Linked DNA regions of Mus musculus: region 1 is linked to region 2. A link is a contact called in public HiChIP or PLAC-seq data. All regions are on one chromosome and are shown on one strand. Each heading gives the region's core, a stretch centred on a gene start, on an enhancer-like site or on the middle of the called end of the contact. The rest is flanking DNA. Distances are from core to core; before and after follow the strand shown.

Region 1 (7,290 bases), core at 4,221-6,720, 59 kb before region 2:
GGAATCCAGAAATGAGGAAGCAGATGAGGCCACGCCCTCCATTCTGGGCACTCCAGGCATGGATTTGTCAGTCTTCAGGTGGGATGCCAAATTTCACGCCAGTTCAGGCTCATCACTCTCAGGTATGGGAAGTACTTTTAAAATAAAATCCTGCAAACACTCAGGGTTATTTTACTTTTAGCATTGTTCATTGAGAAAACACTGGACATTCTCAAAGTAACAAATTTAGTTACATTTTAAATTAGTTTGTACCTCCTGAAATCAGGGAAGTGTTCATTTACTTTCATTTGTAGTGAAAAGCCCAATTTTACTTTGAGATCTCTTTGTAGTGACTCATAATTTTGTAGTAATCTGCTCATGAATTATCCCACTAAGCCACGGGTTCTTTTTCTTTTCTCTCTTTTTTTTTTTAAATTTATTTATTTTTATGCGCATTGCTGTTCTGCCCTCATGTCTGTGGAAGGGTGTCAGATCCCATGGAACTGAAGTTATAGACAGTTGTGAGCTGCCCTGTGGGTGCTGGAAATGAACACGGGTCCTCTGGAAGAACAGCCAGTGCTCTTAACCACTGAGCCATCTCTCCAGCCCCCGATGCCATGGGTTCTTTGATTGTTTGTTTGTTTTACTATTTAAGGAATTTTTATTAAAGCAAGAATTTTATAATCCAAATTACATTCCTTGCTCCTAAAAACAGAGCTGACATCCCAAGCTATTCCACAGTAAAGAATTACAAAATTAAAGAAAGGAATGCTTTAAATTTTTGTACTTTGCAGAAAATTCTTTTCCCAGGGTCTATAAAACATTAATTTGTTTTTATATTTTACTTTTTTGGGGGATGTTTTTTGTTGTTGTTGTTTTAAATCTAGTAACCTAGGACTAGCACTGTTTGCTAGACCTGGCATTTGCTCGGTACATAAGGCTCAACGTTTCCTTTCCTTTTTTATTTATTTTATATTTTGCAATTTTTTCATAATATTTAAATTTTTCGATGTTTAAGATACTTTTCTTCAGTGAAGCATGAGTTTCTGTCCGTGGTCCCTGATCAATTTAGACAAACCATAGGTTCTCCAAGCATGGTTTTTGACCCCATGTGGGATGGTGAAGGTTTCAGCAATAGTAAAAGCTTTCTGGACTCACAAGAACCAAATAAGTAAAGATTTAGAGTTAACTGTGTAAAGAGGCAGAGGTGTTTCTGACAGGGCGGCCTATGTTGCCTCCTGCATCTTTATTGAGGCCTTGGTTCTGAACACACAACATGCGCCCCTTCCTCCGCGCAGTCTCACTGCAGGGTAACCCCAAATGCAACTAGAAGCCTGTTGACTCACATTCTGGACTATGGGTAGCTTATGAATTGCGTTGCTTTTACTGTACAATTGGAGTTTTCTGCTTTTTATAGAAACTAATAGTTTAATTGCAGAAAACAAAGGCAGTATTTTGTATCGGGCTAGTATCTAATTAGCATATCCGTGAATTGTATTATGTTAGGATGTTTGAGTTTAAAAATTGCTGTTTGACTTGCTGACAAGTTTCATAAACACACAAATCTATGAAATACCTTTTGACTTAAGATTGGGACAGAATTTCTAAAATGGCTCTAAATACACCGCTTCCATTTTGTTTTGCATATTTATGTGAAGCATCATGAACTCAGCATGGACAATTACAAAATAAAAATATCGATCAAGTCTTCAAAGTACCACAGGTGCTGTGTGTCCTGTGCTCCAACGACATGTTCAAAGAGTGCCTGAACTTAGAATATGGTAGGGGAAGGCAGGGAAGGGAAATCAGTGTGCCATTAGCAGAGTCGAATGGAAACACTTGAGGGAGTGACAGAGAGACTGGTGAAAACCTAGTAGTCCCTGGAGATTTTGGATATCGCAGTGGGTCCTGACACAGCAGGCTTGATGGAAAAGCTCCTCTTTTTCTTGGAGACCACGAAAGGCCTCTCTCTGTCTTACCCTGAATCTTCAGCCCCACACCCAGAAAATTCTATTCCCTAGCAAAGTAAGCCTTGAGCAGTGACTTTTTCTGCTCAGCTTCACATGGCACAGGCTGAGCTAGGCAGGTGAGCGGCACTATGTGGGCCCACGGGGAGAAACCGGTAAGGTTTAGAAACTCAGGGTTACCATCTAGTTAGCAACCAGCAGTCGAAAACAAATTCTGAATGAATTTCTTTCTGCTTTCAAAATTCGTCTTTTTAGGGCTGTGGTCCTTCTCACTGACTAAGTTGGTAGGGGTTGTATGCTTTGTTATCTTTAGGAAGCAGCACAAGTGAATGAGTCAATGGTTTCTTTTAAATCATGGGTTTTATGAAAAGGCCAGAGAGGAGGCGCTGCTCCTAGGTGTCTCGGAACAGCCGGGTGCAGTACCTTTTAGCTGAGTGGATTTATTGTATCGTCAATTCCTGGCGTACAATGGTGTATTAGGGCCCTTTGGTTCCCAATTCAGAGAGATACAGGTAGAGGCTGTTTCCGGCTAATTTAACCCTCATATTGAAGCATGAATAGTTTCAGATTTTTGTGAAACAGAAAATCTCAGAAGTTTTAAGTCAAATCAAGTTAAGGGATGAAGTGGTGGGTATTAAAAATATCCTAGCAGGATTTGAAGGAAGTTCACACAGTCTTCTAGGGGGAAGCTTGGGGAGAAACCTCCTTGCCCAGCTGTGAGGGTCAATCTTGAGAAAGGCTCTTGGGATTCCTTAGCGCGTCTGTCTTTCGTGTGCTATTCTGACTTTGGAAATGTACTGTTGTTCCCTTCATCCTTTACATTGTTAGCTTCCTTACCAGTCCACGAGGTCTCTGTCAAGAACTAGGAGGCTTGGTAACGCATATGAGAAAGGAGAAGACTTGGAAACTGCTGTTTTCTAAGCCCATTGCCTTACCCTAGAAAACTACAATCTAAGTTTGAGTCTTTGGGGTCCTAAGATTTTTTTATATTTTTTATTTGTCTAGTAAATACTCCCTCTTTTTTCACCCATTGATATAAAATGACTGAAAGATTCTGTTAATCTAAGTCTTGAACTGTTTCCTATATTCCATAATCAGGGAAACAAATATGGTAAATTAGTTTATCACTCAGTAAACTTTATAAAACCACGGTCCTCTTATGGAAAGGACTGTGTATATACATGCTTTTATGTGTGTGGATTTTTTTCTGTTCTAGTGTGAAAAGTACATAGAGCAGCTACCCAGGCGAATGATGAGAAAGTAAGCTTCTTTGCTTCTATCTAGACACTTCAGAAGTCCTTCTGATGGTCTTTAATATACAGTTAAACTTGGTCTACTTCTCAAGGCTATGTTTTGGGGCCTAGTCCGGTTAGGTGATAGATACAACCTAGGTCGTCCTCACTGAGGCGATTTAGATGGCTTTTACTCAGGGGACTGAGATGGAGCGACTGTGTCAGTAGACCCGAAGTCTTGAGACGCTCACAGAGCATGCAGGTTTTGTTGCCTCGATGTATAGAGTGAGAATCTTCTTGTACAGTTTGCCTCATTTGCCAAATCAAAAATCTCACACAGGAACTGAGGGTCTCAGGAAAGTGGTTTTCAAAGGCACACCAGGTGGTTTTTCCCCAGGTGTTAGCAGAAGCAATTGGGCACTCTCTCTATATATATTTTAATCTATGCCTGTGCTAGTCCATGTAAACAGAGAGCCATTGCCTCTATTGGAAGTTGGAGAAGGTTGGTAGTTGATCAAAATGTGGATAATTGAAAGGTCTTGGGAGATAGGACTACATTAGTGCTTAGAGTGATAGACTCTGTAGTGGAGTGGCCGAGATTGTGATTTTTGTAGCATTCTAGTTGGTGGCTTTCAAAACAAGTCCAGGCACGGTAACTTTCTGTTTTCCAGTGTACTCCTAGTATCTCTGCTTCTGTTGTCTCCACTCAGCTTCCTCCAGGCCAGCAGAGTTGGTCTTCCGTTTGCCTCCATGGTGTTCATGTGTTGCGCTTCTGTGGTTGTCTCATTTTAATCCATGGGTGCATTGCTTACAAGGTTGCTTTGCTTAATGGAAGTTCTTGGCCAGCACTCATTTCTGAGCTCATGGGAGTGTTGATAAGTGATAACCCTGCCTCTTCTGTATCCTACATGCCTAAATGATCACCGTTTCTCCCTCATTCCTTTACCCACCCAGCTCTAGTAGAACACCTGTTTTCTTATCTTCAGTTTACATTGGAATCTTTCACTGGCTAGATTTATAAATAACTCTGTCTTGGAGGGTTTACAGGAAGATTAGGCATACTAGTAGTATTCATTATGTTGCCTGTTACAAAATAACAGTTCAGTGAATGGTGATGTGTCTTAACTTCCTGCTGGTGAATAAAAATTCATCTTCGCCATCATGTCCATACCCTGAAGGGAAGAAAATGCAAAGATGAAAATATGGGATAAACCCTTTTTGAGCGTTGGTCTGAGTTCCTAGTTTGTGTTTAATAGCTGTTTTCCTTTGAAAATGTAGGTCAGTTTAGCAACCGATTTTCTGAGTTATGAAGAATAGAGCTGGATAAAGTATGTGTGTTGGGGGGTGCATCTTGAACTACCAGTTGCTTTGCAGATACTTTGTGTCTTGTTTTGCCCATGTTGCTTTCTAAATAATGAGATGTTGCTATCAAAATAATACAATGTTGCAAGCCATTTAAAAAGGTTGAAGAACATGTGATGAGTCTTTCCTTCTTTTTGTAGGTTAAGCCCATCCACAGTAATGGCCACAGCCTTACCTAGGACCCTGGGGGAGCTGCAGCTGTATAGAATATTGCAAAAAGCCAACCTGCTTTCTTACTTTGATGCCTTTATCCAACAAGGTGGTGATGATGTCCAGCAACTGTGTGAAGCTGGAGAAGAGGAATTTTTGGAAATAATGGCACTTGTGGGCATGGCAAGCAAGCCCCTTCACGTTAGAAGGCTTCAGAAGGCTTTGAGAGACTGGGTTACAAATCCTGGCCTTTTCAATCAGCCATTGACTTCACTTCCTGTCAGTAGCATACCCATCTATAAATTACCAGAGGGATCGCCAACATGGCTGGGGATATCCTGCAATAGTTATGAAAGGAGTAGCAGCTCCCGAGAGCCACATTTAAAAATCCCTAAATGTGCCGCCACCACCTGTGTGCAGAGCTTGGGTCAGGGCAAGTCAGAAGTGGGAAGTTTAGCACTGCAGAGTGTCAGCGATTCCAGACTCTGGCAAGGACATCATGCCACTGAAAGCGAGCATAGTCTCTCCCCAGCAGACCTGGGCTCCCCGGCCTCTCCAAAGGAAAGCAGCGAAGCCCTGGATGCTGCAGCTGCACTCTCTGTGGCCGAGTGTGTGGAGCGGATGGCCCCCACACTGCCCAAAAGTGACTTGAGTGAAGTGAAGGAGCTGCTGAAGAACAATAAGAAGTTGGCCAAAATGATCGGTCACATATTTGAGATGAGTGACGAAGACCCACACAAAGAGGAGGAGATTAGAAAGTACAGCGCCATCTATGGGCGATTTGACTCCAAAAGAAAGGATGGCAAACACCTTACATTGCATGAGGTAAGTAAGGAGCCTGGTGTATGTGTCCCTGTGTGTGTGTGTGTGTGTGTGTGTGTGTGTGTGTGTGTGTGTGTATAGGGGGGTGTGGTCAGGGTGGGAGATAGTGTTTGTGGTGTGTGTGTGTGTGTGTGTGTGTGTGTGGTGTTGGAGTGCATACTTGTGTTTGCTGCTGTCCACTGCAGGGTGCTGGTTAATGAGTTTCAGGGAGGAACACTACTAGAGCAGCCCTGAGAATGCTGAAGTGTAACAGCTCTGTTCTGAGCAGAGGCTGTTTATTGCCCTAGGGCTGCCTTCTGTTGAACTCAAACACATTTGAGTTTTAAAACTACAGTATAAGGTAGGTTTTAGAAACAGGCCAGAATTCAAGCAGTGAAGCATACCTTTTGTGTTTGCAATGTGATTTGTTTCTTAGTTAAGAAATAAACGGATTTTAAGAGTGGATCTTCATTTTAAAAACTTTCTTATTAACCTTTATTTAAAAAAAAGAAAAAAAGCAAACCATAAAATGACCAGAACATAAGGCAATTTCCAGCTAGTGTGAATAACAAAGTTGTGTTAGATGAAGGTTGGAATTGAGAGTGTAGCTTTGACTCTTGTTTTAGCTAAATGATTAGCATACAAAGGGCTCATTGTTTCATCTCCACAGCACTTTATCCAGAGTGTTCTGCTTAAGCGCACACACTCGTGAACATACATATACACACACACACACACTCACTCACTCACTCACGCCCCACCCCACCCCAAGCACACATCATTTGAGTATGTGCATACATCTTTGCGCTTTCTTGTTTTTTCTTGTTTGTCTGTGTGGCACCTGTCCTGATTATTCAATGCAGATAGAAGCTTGTCTTTGCTGTGATCTTTTCCTCAAAGTAGGACGTCACATCTATCTCCTTTTTCCCTTTTCATCATGTATCTCCTCCTGCCTCAGTAGCTCTAGAACACTTTGTTGTAATGTATTGCATCCTGGTCTGTCCTTTGCTGGATAATGTCTTTTTTTTTTCTTCCTAGAGTCTAATGTGTCCAGTGAGTGCGTAGAAACTGATTCATTTTCAGAAGTGAAAAAGACTTTCATAATGAGATTTTTAAAATAACCACATACCCTTTAGAAGAAAGGAGAAAACCTTCAGAAAAAATATTAGGTTGACTATAGTATTTCATTCAACATAATGTTTCTCTCCCCAGTCTTGTGCTTTAATATGGAAAGGAATATATATTCACTGTGAAGGTATTCTGACATAAAAAGATGTAAATTACTGACTTGTAAACTTTCACAGACTTATCTTTACATGGACAAACCTGAGTTCATGTTTCACAAACTGTTCTCCAGATCCCTTTGTTGGTGGTGAAACGCCATGCTGCCCCAGGGAGCTGCCTGGTTCATCTGTGCACGGCCTTATGGGCCGTTATTCATCATAACTCTTTCCAATGCTGTTTAGATTGTTCCCAGTTTAAAAAGCTTGTGCACTAGTGTGTGAATATTATAACACCCTTAACATTTTTTGTTGTTTTATAATTACGTCTGTGGCTCTACTGTGTAGGTATGTTCGTACCTGTAGAGGGCACAGGTGTCAGACCTCATGGAGCTGGGGTTCTAGGCAGCGGGAAGATCGAACAAGGGTCCTCTGCAAGAACACTATGCTCTTCTAACTATTGAGCCAGCCCCAATCATACATACCCTTTTATAGTCTTGTGCATATTCTTCTGCAGAATATATGCCAACATGTAAATTATGGGATCAAGGACTATGCAGATGTAATATTTCAGTCCAC
Region 2 (6,743 bases), core at 93-2,592:
CACCACACACTCCAACGCACTCATCTTCCCATGCCTTTGTATCCACCCTCTGCCCTTTCAGCTTACACCTCCACCTGAATGCCTGCCACCAACAGAAAATAAAATAAGATAGAAAAAAAATCTTGTCACGGAAGCTGTAGTGTGTCACAGTTTGTCCCACAGTATACCCTTTGTCCAGACTTCTTTACGTGCAAATGTTCATTGCAGTGAGCCATTGGTCTGGTTCAAGGTCTCTGGTTTCTACTACACTATCAATACTGGATGCTCACTCAATACCCTGTTGTTGTTCTGTGTAATGGTGATCCTGCAGCTTTGGATCTGTAGGATCAGGCCCTTCACGTGCTCCAGCAGTTCATAGACAGATCAGATGTTGGTGTGGGTCAACTCAATGCCCTGAATCTGGGCCCTACCTGGGCCTGAGAGGTAGCTGAGTTGGTCAGCCTGCCAGCTCTCCTGTGCCTGCAAAGTCAGGGTGAGTGTTGTGGATGAGCCTGGTGCAGTTTGTATGCTAATTCCACTCTCCTGGGAGGGGCTTCGGATAAGGAGTGAGTCACATGTATTCAGAAGACTTCTTGTGAACCAATCCCCTAACGAGTGAAGGAGCCAATCACTGGGTGAATAGGAGGGACCTCCGGGTTGGACGGAGGAAGAGAGGAAGGAGAGAGGTCCTTTTTGACAGGGATAGCGTGAGGACAAGATGTAATTATGAGTGTCTCCCAGTTTCAGTGGTCGATCCGTCAGGATTCGCCACTGGAGGATTTTGATTTAATAAGGCTTACTTATTGATTAGGATTTGAGTTTTGTACCCAGCAAAACGATTTACCATGGTTTCTGAGCTAAGTCTGTGTGGCATTTTCCTTCACGTGGCTGTTCGACTGAGTTCAAGAGAGAAAGGTATGGTGGCAGAGTGTGGGTTTACCAGGTGTGCACCACAAAGGCTGGGGAGGGGTGGGGGGCATTGCCGGCCAGTGCATGGCCAGCAGGCTGCCGAAGCAGAGAGTTACCGGCACAAGCGCTGGAACGAGCCATTTCATTTTTAATATTTTCTGCAACAGGTGAGTGCTACAGCATTGCTCTGGCTAGCTCACCCAGAGCCACAGCCTACAAGAAGGGTCAGCTCTCCTGCTTTCATACCTTTGGGCCCGCTCACCCATATCTTCTCCACTAGGACTAGCCCTAGTGTGCTGCCCAAGTGAAGTGCAGGGCTCATTCTCCTGAGTGTTGCAGCCAGGAAAAGGCAGGACCAACTCACCTGCCTGCCACAGGCCCTGAGGGGTGAGGTGAGGGAAAGAGAGCATCTCTCGCTTACTTACACCACTCCACAGGAGATGAGGGTGGGGCCAGCTTTCCAACACTCATGCCCTCAGGTTGGACCATGTGCACTGCTGCCACCAGGGACAGCTCAATTCTTCTGACCAGTCAAGCTTTCTCTAAGGGACAGTTAGTGAGGGGTCCTGCTTGCCTATTTTTACGTTTTGCTGGAGTCCTCAGCAAAAAAGAACTCAAGATGAAGCTTGGCAAGCAAATCTGATAGACCTATATCAATTATAGTTTGGAATGCTTATCTCAATGTGAGGCAGAAAGAATTCTACATAACACAAATAGAACATGTATATAATTGAATAATCTAAACCTTTTTAAAAATTCTATTAATTTAATTATGTTAGCATTTCAAATATGATCTTTTTCATTATAATACAACAGCCACACTGAATGTTCTTAAAACAGGAAGTAGAGAAACCAACCATGATTTTTTCAGTTTCAAAGCGACCACCTGCAAGCTCACGTGATTTTTACTCTCCTCATCATGAGTCTCTCTCTCTCTCTCTCCCTCTCTCTCACACACACACACACACACATGATTTTATTTTATGTGTATTTCATTTGCCCATATGCATGTATGTATGTGTACCAGGTGCACACATGATGTCCTCAAAGGCCAGAAGAAGTCAGATCCCTATAACTGGACTTACAGATGGCTATGAGCTATTGTGTGGGTGTTGGGAAGTGAACTCCAATGCGCTACAAAAGCATCGAGTGTTCTTAATCACTAAGCCATGTATGTATGTGGCTAGAATGGAAAAAGAATTAAAAAGACTGATAAAGGTTTGTTATACCCCTTTAGTTGATAGGGTTTTTTTTTAAACCCCCCTGAAGTTGAAGCAGCAGAGGCTGGGACCACAGTGGTGGGTGGTGAAGGAAGGGAGTTTGCAGAGCAGACACTCATCACAGTGGCTGTGGGAAGTGACCAAAAAGCTGAACTTCACTTTCAGGCAGTGTCTCCAGTCAGCAAACCTTCTGCAAAAGACAGATAAGAGATGAGTCGCAGTGAGAGAATTTGGGGAATTCTCCAACAGCATCTTATACTGGTTGTCCACTGATCTCCATCTTGGACTAAATAAAAAAGCTTTAAGCTTAGAGGGAAAACTTCCTCTGATGTTTCCTCTACCAAGTCTGAAACTGAATGGAGAGAAAGTGGACAGGAGGAAGGAGGTGGGGGTGGGATACAGGGAAGGGCAAACGAAATATGAAAAGAACAGAAAGCACCATGGGCAGGCAGGAGTTTTCCCAGGGTTTGTATGTTTGTAAAATGCCGCTTACAGTCTGGATGAACAAGAGAATCAAGTGAAGATGAGGACATTTAACTTGGAGAAAAGAAACCTTAAGAACCAGGGTCTTCAAAAGTCAGAATGGAAGGCCATAAAGCGCTCATCTCCTAGTAAAATCAGACACATATCCAATTTTAGAGCAAACAATTGTCGTCTGGTCCGATTCTCCCTTGGGGTAGCCGGGGACCATTGCACACAAGACTGGACTAGAGGGTAAGGAGCTTAGCCCAGTGTGGAAGAGTGCAGTCAGGATCGTGGTTGGCTGCGAGTGCTTGAGCAAAGAACGCATACCTGGGAACAGCTTCAGAGAATGAGTTTGGTTCATTGAGAGAGCAAAGGCCATTTAAATCTTTTAGAGGGTGAGTAGGGGCTATAGGAGAGAGTGTATATCATTGGCTCTGGCCAGGGTGCTGGGCATGCCTCATTTGCATAGGGAGGGATTCCAGGTGCTGCTAGACATGACCTTATAAGGAGAAAGGAAGTTTAACCTGGCTATTGGCTAGGTGACCGCCTCTGATGAGGCAAAGATTACAAGCAACTGTGTTGCTTGTAATGGAGGATGCAGGCCCAGGGCAGGGGGGAAGCTATCTTACTCCTGCTGACCTTAGGATGAAATTTTGGGATTTACATACACCTCACCCCCAACTTTTGCTCCATTATAACCTTAGTGGGAACTTTCACCACAACATTGTTATGCACTGTACAGCTGTATTAAATGACATGGACTAGCATCTCCTTAAAGGTTGTTTTATTAAAGATTTATTTATTGATTGTATTATATGAGTACACTGTAGCTGTAGAGATGGTTGTGAGCCTTCATGTGGTTGTTGGGAATTAAATATTTTAGGACCTCTGCTCACTTTGGTTGGCCCCGCTTGCTCCGACCCAAAGATTTATTTATTATTATAAATAAGTACAATGTAGCTGTCTTCAGACACACCAGAAGAGGGCGTCAGATCCCATGTGGTTGACTGCTCTTCTGAAAAACCTGAGTTCAAATCCTTAAGAGTTGTTAAAGATTGGCTGCTCTGGTCTCCCTAAGCAGACAGAGGCTGAGAGGGGACAACAACTCTAGAAAGACATCTACATCCTTGGCTACTGCACAGTGATGAGGTATTTTCCTGGTCCCTTACGGTCTGGTCATATGTCTCATCTGACAGGTAAAGAAGGGACTTGCAATCAAAGGCAAAACAGAAAGGTGAGCATGCTGCATCTTCTGTACCTCACACTGAGCTTTTGGTGATAGAGATGTGATTTACCACGATCAACGAGGCCTGTCTCATTGTATGCCAAAATGGACCCTCTTAGCAAAACCCAACTAATAGGCAAGATTTGAAGCAGATGGGGACAGCTATGAAATATCAAGTCCCCAATGGGACTTTAGGAAAATTCACATAGGTATAAGTGAGGATGCCAGGGTTTGCATATCTGCCACAGAGAAGGCACAACAACTGGATAGTAATGGCCAGAGAGGCCACATTCTATCAGGAACGTAAGAAAAGCCCCTCTCTCCCTCTCCTTCTCCTCTCTCTCGCCCTGACTTGTCCCTCTTCTCAGTCTCCATGCAGAGCTGGGGTATAGGCAACATGTCCCATTTGCATTGGAGCAAGAATGAAGTTTTAAAGTGAACTAGACTGGATTGGGCTCTCTATCCTTGGAGAGTAGCCAGCACTCTAGCTGCCAAACAAAGCTGCTCTTAGGGACACAGAGGAGAAGTTGTAAACATGACAGAGTTGAAGGTGAGTGATTGTAGAAAAAAAAAAAAAAAAAAAGAGCTCATGTTGTGTTTGTACTTCCTGTGGGGAAGGGTTGCTCAGTAAGCCAGATGTGGTAGCCACTATTTCATCAGCAACAAACTGACAACAGGCAAGTCTGACCATGGATCTCAGGGGAGCCATTGGTGTGATGAATCACTGCAAAGCCTAAGGTGGAGGGATTCCCTTAGGCTGAGTTTGCCCATCAGCCACAGAGGTCAGTCCAGGGACAAGTCTGGGAACCTGGAGTCATCTTGATGAGTGCCCTAGGAAGGGAGACTCCTGGGGCCCTGGGATACTTCCTTCTGGAGAGGAATGGCCCAGGGTCACCAATGACAGATATTCTGTTTTTCTCTTTTCTTTCATACATTCTCACCTTTTCGAGGAATTTGATCAACACCCCAGCATCTTAAAGAGAATGAGGGTGTACTGGCTAGTTTTATGTCAACTTGACACAGCTGGAGTTATCACAGAGAAAGGAGCTTCAGTTGAGGAAATGCCTCCATGACATCCAGCCGTAAGGCATTTTCTCAATTAGTGATCAAGGGGAAAAGGCCCCTTGTGGGTGGTGCCATCTCTGGGCTGGTAGTCTTGGGTTCTATAAGAGAGCAAGCTGAGCAAGCCAGAGGCAAGCCAATAAAGAACATCCCTCCATGGCCTCTGCATCAGCTCCTGCTTCCTGACCTGCTTGAGTTCCAGTCCTGACTTCTTTGGTGATGAACAGTAGCATGGAAGTGTGAGCCAAATCAACCCTTTCCTCCCCATCTTGCTTCTTGGTCGTGATGTTTGTGCAGGAATAGAAACCCTGACTAAGACAGAGGGGGAAGAGTATCACCTATGGATACCATCTGAGAGGATCGTGGCCTGGTAGTGATGATCTCATAATACTCATTACATCATCCGGGACCCATTCTTGAGAGCACATACAAGAGTGTGCTAAGAAAGTCCCAAGACTGTTAAGCATAATAAAGGCCACTGGGATTGCAGTGGGAACTAACTTTTGTTCACAGAATCAATATATGGTCAAGGCATTATTGCTTTAATCACAGTTTAATGATCATCCAAAAATGGAGCAAACTCCTTGTCACAATGGTTGTTAAAGGATAAACATTTTCCTTTTAGGGATTTTTTTCAAAGGTGTTCTTTTATTGTTCTTCTTTAATTATATATATTTTTGAGATATAATACAATTATATCATTTCTCCCTTCCCTTTCCTCCCTCAAAATGCTAGCATAGACCCACTTCCTTACTGTCTTGCAAAATTTCATGGCCTCTTTTTTCACTAATTGTTGTGCCATGCATTTGGGAGATGTATTTATAAGTATAAATACTTTGCTCAATTTGTATAATGATATCTGTATGTACATTTTAAGGCTGATCAATTTGATATTGGACAATCAACTGGTGTGCTTTTCCCTAGGGTGGATTTTTTTCTCCAGCTCTCAGCATTCCTTAGATCTTTGTGTAGGTTGAAGCCTCTTCTGCCTTCCCCATCAAAGTTGAAATGCCCATTGGCATTGTCCATGTACAGCTCAGGTTTAGGTAGTCATGTTGATGAGATTGTATTGGTTTTTGAGATCAAAATCCTCAAAGAACTAATTAGACGACAGCATCTCACAAAAAAAAAAAGCCTCCCTGACCCTCTGGCTCTTAGAATCTTTTGGCCTCTTCTTCCCCAATGTTCCCTGAGCCTTAAGAGTGGGAATTGTGTAGATGTGTCTATTGGGGCAGAGCTTGACAACTCTACATTTTTATTGGTGTAGTTTTCTATAACAGTCTCCATCAGTTGCCAAGTGAAGGTTGCTTGATAAATGAGGACTGCACTTATCTGTCTGTGGGTATAAAGACAAATATTTGGCATGTAGTTAAAGATTATGCAGTTTTAGTAAAATAGTGGTTGTTGGTTTGCCTTCAAGATCCACCAAGCCCTGGGGAATCGGCTACATGTCCCAGTACTAGAAATGATTTCCCTCTTGTTGAGTAAGTCTTAAGTCCAATTAGGGAGCTGTTGGTTACCATCAAGGTACACATGCCATGCTGTATCCTTAGCATTATTGTAGAATGGTTAGACGCTGATATGGTTCATAGACATCATAGATGAGTAGGGCTATTGATTGTTCCTTTCCTTTGGAATTTTCCATGGCGCCTTCTGGTGCCCAATGTGATGGAACAAGTCTGGTGGAACAGGTTGACACAGAATGATTCAGTGGATGCTAATAAGCATGATATGGGAGGGGCACATGACTTGGTTGGACAATGGGAGTAAAATGGGGGGAGTCACCAAGGAAAGCTGTACAGGGGATGTGCAAAAAGTTAAAAATGATGTACAGGAGCAAAGGAAAGGTGGGAACATTCAAGGGTGAGTGTCAGGAAGCTGAA

What was found. HiChIP or PLAC-seq counts read pairs in DNA pulled down with a chosen protein or histone mark.
Region 1: a contact with region 2 is called in a BATF HiChIP or PLAC-seq map of CD8 T cells, with 5 read pairs. The contact joins two enhancer-like sites. A contact is called at or near these places in 7 of 484 Hi-C or Micro-C datasets (B cells, centroblasts, cortical neurons and 3 more), 3 of 115 datasets of contacts at active chromatin or transcription factors (CD8 T cells, extraembryonic endoderm stem cells and heart atrium) and 3 of 9 other capture datasets (adipose tissue, liver and pancreatic islet).

The regions. Positions count from the first base shown.
Region 1 is chr1:52,488,146-52,495,435 of GRCm38.p6, reverse strand. It overlaps Nab1 (Ngfi-A binding protein 1), which reads left to right. Exons shown (of 8, transcript NM_008667.3): 2 at 4,681-5,515. The coding sequence starts at 4,700. Among named protein-coding and RNA genes, the nearest start is that of Nab1, 8.7 kb to the left of the region's middle. Within about 2 kb of position 5,470, at least 8 of the 459 cell types and tissues checked have an H3K27ac peak or open chromatin away from gene starts, as enhancers often do. A contact at or near this core is called in CD8 T cells, where this site is marked.
Region 2 is chr1:52,425,855-52,432,597 of GRCm38.p6, reverse strand. No RefSeq gene overlaps it. Among named protein-coding and RNA genes, the nearest start is that of Gm23460, 15 kb to the left of the region's middle. Within about 2 kb of position 1,342, at least 41 of the 459 cell types and tissues checked have an H3K27ac peak or open chromatin away from gene starts, as enhancers often do. A contact at or near this core is called in CD8 T cells, where this site is marked.